2 separate regions of the Xenopus tropicalis genome follow, and region 2 is linked to region 1. Evidence: chromatin contacts called from public Hi-C data. All regions are on one chromosome and are shown on one strand. Each heading gives the region's core, a stretch centred on a gene start, on an enhancer-like site or on the middle of the called end of the contact. The rest is flanking DNA. Distances are from core to core; before and after follow the strand shown.

Region 1 (2,995 bases), core at 8-2,507:
CAAATGCCGCTGTTTTCACTGCACTCGTCGATATCTTTACATTGTATTATGCCGTCCCCCACAAACCCTCCTTTACAGCTGCAACTATAGGAGCCCTGCGTATTGTTACAGATAGCATTTCCGTGGCACCCTCCATTATTCTGTATACACTCATTAACATCTACACAGGAGGTTCCATTTCCACTAAAGCCACTCCGGCATGAACAGGTAAAACTTCCCGGCGAATTCTGGCAACTGGCAAACGGACTGCAGATTCCATTTTTGCATTCGTCAATATCGGTGCATTTAAAGTCACTCACTGTAAAGCCCAAAGGGCACTCACAGCGGAATGAGCCCTCCGAGTTGATGCATGTGGACTCTGCTGGGCAGATATTTGCTTGGGCACATTCATCAATATCAGCGCAGACAAGGCCATTCCCAGTGAAGCCAGGTTTGCACACACAGTTATAGCTCCCCGGAAGATTAAAGCAGTTGGCTTTAATGTGGCACTTATTATTTGTTTCGCACTCGTTAATGTCCACGCAGACCAGACCGTTGCCATTAAATCCTTGCCTGCAGACACAGCTGTATGAGCCAGGGGTGTTGGTACAGTTGGAGAAGACGTGACATACCTTGTTAGCACATTCATCAACATCGACACACTTGTTGTCAGTAAACTGGTAGCCGGAGGCACACGTGCACTGATAGGAACCGGGCAAGTTTTTACACCCATAGAACCCGAATGCTGAGGAGCAAACTCCTGGGGTTTCTGTGCACTCGTCTATGTCCAAGCATAAATAATACCCATTCCCCTTAAACCCAGACTTGCATGAGCAATAATAGGATCCTGGCGTATTGATACATGAAGCGTTCCAGTGGCAAACACTGGAGGCAGTGCATTCATCGTTATCCATGCAAGTGATGCCATTTCCGGTAAATCCGGAGTTACACGTGCAAATCCTACTCCCAGGAGTGTTGGCACACGATGCATCCTTGTGGCAACCGCCATTGGCTGACAAGCATTCATTGATATCGGTGCAAGCAAAGCCGTCGCCTGTGTAGCCAGACTTACAGACACAGCTGTAGCTTCCAACTGTATTTACACAAGCACTATCCTTGTGACACTTGTGCAAGGAGGCCGCGCATTCATTTATATCGGTACACACGGTTCCGTCTCCATCAAATCCTGTTTTGCAAACACAGAAGTAGTCTCCTGCACCCGTGGCCATGCATTCCGCATCTTTGTGGCACACCAAGCCTTGGCTTCGGCAGTTGTCAATGTCTGAAAAGCAAAAGCGGTGGAGGTTTGAATGGGCCTAGATGCGTATTTAGTCTAGTACAGGGGACCTGTTATCCAGAATCCTCAGGATATTCCGGATAAGGGATCTTTCCATAATTTGGATCCCCATAACTTAAGTCTGATAAAAATCATTTAAATATTAAATAAACCCAATAGGCTTGTTTTGCCTCCATTAAGGATTATTTATATCTTAGTTGGGATCAAGTACAGGTACTGTTTTATTATTACAGAGAAAAGGGAATCATTTAACCATGAAATAAACCCAATAGGGCTGTTGTGCCCCCAATAAGGGGTAATTATATCTTAGATGGGATCAAGTACAGGTACTGTTTTATTATTACAGAGAAAAGGGAATCATTTAACCATGAAATAAACCCAATAGGGCTGTTGTGCCCCCAATAAGGGGTAATTATATCTTAGATGGGATCAAGTACAGGTACTGTTTTATTATTACAGAGAAAAGGGAATCATTTAACCATTAAATAAGCCCAATAGGGCTGTTCTGCCCCCAATAAGGGGTAATTATATCTTAGTTGGGATCAAGTACAGGTACTGTTTTATTATTACAGAGAAAAGGGAATCATTTAACCATTAAATAAGCCCAATAGGGCTGTTCTGCCCCCAATAAGGGGTAATTATATCTTAGTTGGGATCAAGTACAGGTACTGTTTTATTATTACAGAGAAAAGGGAATCATTTAACCATTAAATAAGCCCAATAGGGCTGTTCTGCCCCCAATAAGGGGTAATTATATCTTAGTTGGGATCAAGTACAGGTACTGTTTTATTATTACAGAGAAAAGGGAATCATTTAACCATTAAATAAACCCAATAGGACTGTTCTGCCCCCAATAAGGGGTAATTATATCTTAGTTGGGATCAAGTACAGGTACCGTTTTATTATTACAGAGAAAAAGGAAATAATTTTTAAAAATTATTTGCTGATAATGGAGTCTATGGGAGATGGCCTTTCTGTAATTCAGAACTTTCTGGATAACGGGTTTCTGGATAAGGGACCCCATACCTGTACAAGGAGCTGGATTTCCATTGTGTAGCAGACCCTACTGTTTAGTCTAGTATATCACTGTATTTATGCCAATTTGGCAGTCAACAATGTTCTGTTTTTTTCTATATACACAGAAGTACAGATGTAGTATGGTCCCTAGCAGAAGGACCCCTGTACTGGGGTTTATAGACCATTTAAGAACACTTTAAGAATCCAGACACTCCTTCTAATTACTGTAATTGGCTGTCTAGGTCCATACAGAATGGACTTTCAGATTAGAGAATGGCAGAACTTGATTGGCCTGTACAGAACCCTCTCAACTCAACTGAATGCCTGTGGGATGAATTGGACACCTACTGCAAGCCAACCCACCTTCTACAGATGCCCTAACATCAGTGCCCAGCCACTTAGGGCCCTGACTCAGGTGGAAGTACCACTGAGCCTGGGATCAACAGGGCCCCAGTAAAGCCTTCTACCCTAGAGTCTGCATATAGCTCTAGTGAAGTCGGGGACAGGGACCCCGTGAATGAGGAGTAGTAAGTATTAGGATAATACCTATAAGAGCACTTTCTAAGAAAGTGAGATAGGGAGATTAGATAAAAAAGAGCAGTTATGGCTCCAACAAGGAAAGATTAGCTGGAAGTACTCTTCCCAACAGGCACTGTTGCCTTTAGGGCAGGACACAGCAGGTATCAGGTCAGTTCTCATCCC
Region 2 (2,924 bases), core at 283-2,782, 140 kb after region 1:
TCTTTTTATGAGGGGATTATGGATAATCTAGGAATGATGCAGCACAAAGTTTAGAGATAAATTAGCAAGATCATTATTTTATTCTTCCATTACATTTGTCTTAACTATGGTCAATACCTCATTTGTTTTAATGCGTGTTGTGCACTAGAGCAGTGTCGGGTACCTAACCCTTCTATCCTTGCAGCTCTAACACAAAGGGGGCAAAGTCTAGGGAAGTTACAACTTTATTGCAGTAAATCTTATTTAATTTGTAACAGGGGTTTGGCATTTGTCTGCTTTCACATTCAAATATGTCCTCAACATTGCATTTTTTCTCTTAATCCTAAGTATTGAGGCTAAATGACTAGCATAAGCTGTAGTAAAAACAAGCCGAGGCCATAATGTTTCTCTTTCAGGAGCCATATTAGTATTCATGCCACGCGTGGAGGTCCCTAAAATATAGGGTGTGGCTGTCCTGATACACAGACAGTGTTTATAAAAAGATGCCTAAAAAGGTTTTCTGGAGCCCACTAACTTCTAGGTGTCCCCATTACACATTAGTGTAGACAGCACTCAGTGTCAAACAACAGGACTTGATACTGGTATAAAATTGGCACATATCACTTGCCATAAGTCAGGCTTACCTCAGGCACGTTATGGTCTCTAAAGGTGGCCATACAAGGGCCGATTGTAGCTGCCGATATCGGTCCCTTGGACCGATTTGGCAGCTTATTTGCCCGTGTAGGGGCAGGAACAAGGGACATGCCCAACCGATATCTGGCCTGAAATTGGGCAGATATCGATTGGGCAGGTTAAAAGATTAAGTCGGATCAGGGACCGCATCGGCTCGTTGATGTGGTCCCCAAACCGATTGCCGCCCCAAACGATCAAATTAGCCTACATTTTCCCCGATATCACCCACCCGTAGGTGGGGATATCGTGAAAAGGTCCGCTCGCTTGGCGACCTCGCCAAGCGAGTGAATCTTCACGTGTATGGGCACCTTTAATGGCCAGATTTCCAGGCAGCACTCATTCAGGCAGGCCATACAACAAACATCATATTTTACATTTTTTGTGCAGTCTGATTGGTTGCTTTGGTAATTGCTTTCTGACACTGACTCCCTGCTTGGGGAAACCATTGGCCGTTGCTGCAATGGTACAATTTAGCCATCTGTTTATGCACAGGAATCTGCCCTTCTGTTCTTACTTTGAGTCACCATATTATAGCATTTGGTAGCTTTGGCATAAGAATCAGCTTGGTTTTAGATTAACGGTGGTCACATTTAGTAGCCGCAGGCAGTGATCAAGGTCAGCAGTACTGACAAGTTTTGGTGCGGAACTGGTTGGTTTTGCTGGACAAAACTTGAAAGTCCTTTCCTTTTTTTCCTTGTCCCATGCCCTTCACTCAGCACAGGGTTTTCTCTGTAAGTCCTGTAGCTATTAATCCTGCCTCTCAAAAATGTCACCATGCTCGTTTTTCCATCTATAAACATGGGGCCCTCCACTTCCTGTTTCCTCAGGGCTCCATTAAGTCAGAAAAGGCAGGGATGGGGGCAGTGCTTAGTCTGTGACTTGTCCAAGAGACTAATCACCTATAATGTGAGCTGGCAGTAAGTGCCTGGAACCATGTTTTTTCCCAAGTAAAGATTTGGCATTAAAGCTGACAAACATCACCGGTGATGTTGCCCATAGCAACAAATTAGCAATTAGATTTGAACAGTCATCTACAAGCTAGAAAACAAAAGCAAAGATTTGATTGGTTGCTATGGGAAACATCACCTATTTGTACTAGAGGAGAGTGGAAATCTGTTTCTAAAAGTTTACTAAGGCGTGGAAGTATGGCATAAATTAAATTAAAGGTGGCCATACACATTGAGATCCGCTTGTTTCACAAGGTTGGCAAACTAATAGATCTTTTCCACCTAAAGTGGGCGATATTGGACTAATTTGATGAAGATATAATCGGTCAGCGTGAGGACCGCACCAATAAGGCATTGTGGTCCCCAATCCGACCAAAAAAGTCAAACCTGCCTGATAGACACCTGGCTGATTTTTGCCCAGATATCGGTTGAGTAGGGCCATTGGGGGAGGGGGCCCATACACAGGGAGATAAACTGCCGAATTGATCTAAAGGACTCAAATCAGCAGCTTATATCTGCCTGTGTATGGGCACCTTAATTCTATGCACATGAAGTCAAACAAGCAATATGCAGCTTGCAGGATTCAGTTGAACTACAGCTCGCAGCATCCTCTGACTGCTGAAGGGAGAGACGAAAGTTGCGTTGAGAATGTAAAAGGTGAATGATTAAGGGCTGTGTCAGACGGGGAGATTAGTCACCGTGCAACAAATCTCCCTTGTCGCGGGCGACTAATCTCCCCGAAATGCCATCCCACCAGTGAGAATGTAAATCGCCGGTGGCATGGCATACGCAACGCGGTGATTTGCGGAAATCGACAAAGTTACCTTGAGAGGAAACTTCGGCAATTTCGGCGCCACGTATGCCATCACAACGGCGATTTACATTCTAGCCGGTGGGATGGCATTTGGGGAAGATTAGTCGCCCGGCAACTAATCTCCCCTCGTCTTTCACAGCCCTACTAGATGCCACTGTAGTTATGTATGTGTTAATCCTTAAAGGAAAACTAACCCAAAAGTAAGTTTTGTACAATGTTCTGTATTGTACCCGTGAACATTACCAAGGAAGGGAAATGTTAGGAATTTAGGCCTTAAGTCCGGGGTACAAAAAGTGGCAAAACGTCCAGTATCGATCCTTGTATGATGAGTTTGGGGTTTGTAGCAGTTCCGAGCGCTGCCGGTAAGCACTGGCCTATCATAGTGAGAGCAGCTTTGCTTTTGTCATAGCCTTTGTGTGCATCGTTTATTCAGCATTACCTCGAGCAAGTTTCAAAGTGTCATATTGGAGACCAGTTCCAACAGGTTTCTG

The links. A called contact is a pair of places that touch in the nucleus more often than the background predicts.
Region 2: a Hi-C map of brain shows a contact between it and region 1, with 4 times the contacts expected there. The contact joins the enhancer-like site here to the promoter of LOC108647649 in region 1. A contact is called at or near these places in 2 of 5 Hi-C or Micro-C datasets (brain and gastrula embryo).

The regions. Positions count from the first base shown.
Region 1 is chr5:20,639,726-20,642,720 of UCB_Xtro_10.0, forward strand. It overlaps LOC108647649 (fibrillin-1-like), which reads right to left and starts at 1,258. Exons shown (of 3, transcript XM_031902256.1): 1 at 1-1,258. The coding sequence starts at 1,208.
Region 2 is chr5:20,775,924-20,778,847 of UCB_Xtro_10.0, forward strand. The region is part of intron 6 of msh2 (DNA mismatch repair protein Msh2); the gene reads left to right. Among named protein-coding and RNA genes, the nearest start is that of msh2, 16 kb to the left of the region's middle. Within about 2 kb of position 1,533, at least 5 of the 11 cell types and tissues checked have an H3K27ac peak or open chromatin away from gene starts, as enhancers often do. A contact at or near this core is called in gastrula embryo, where this site is marked.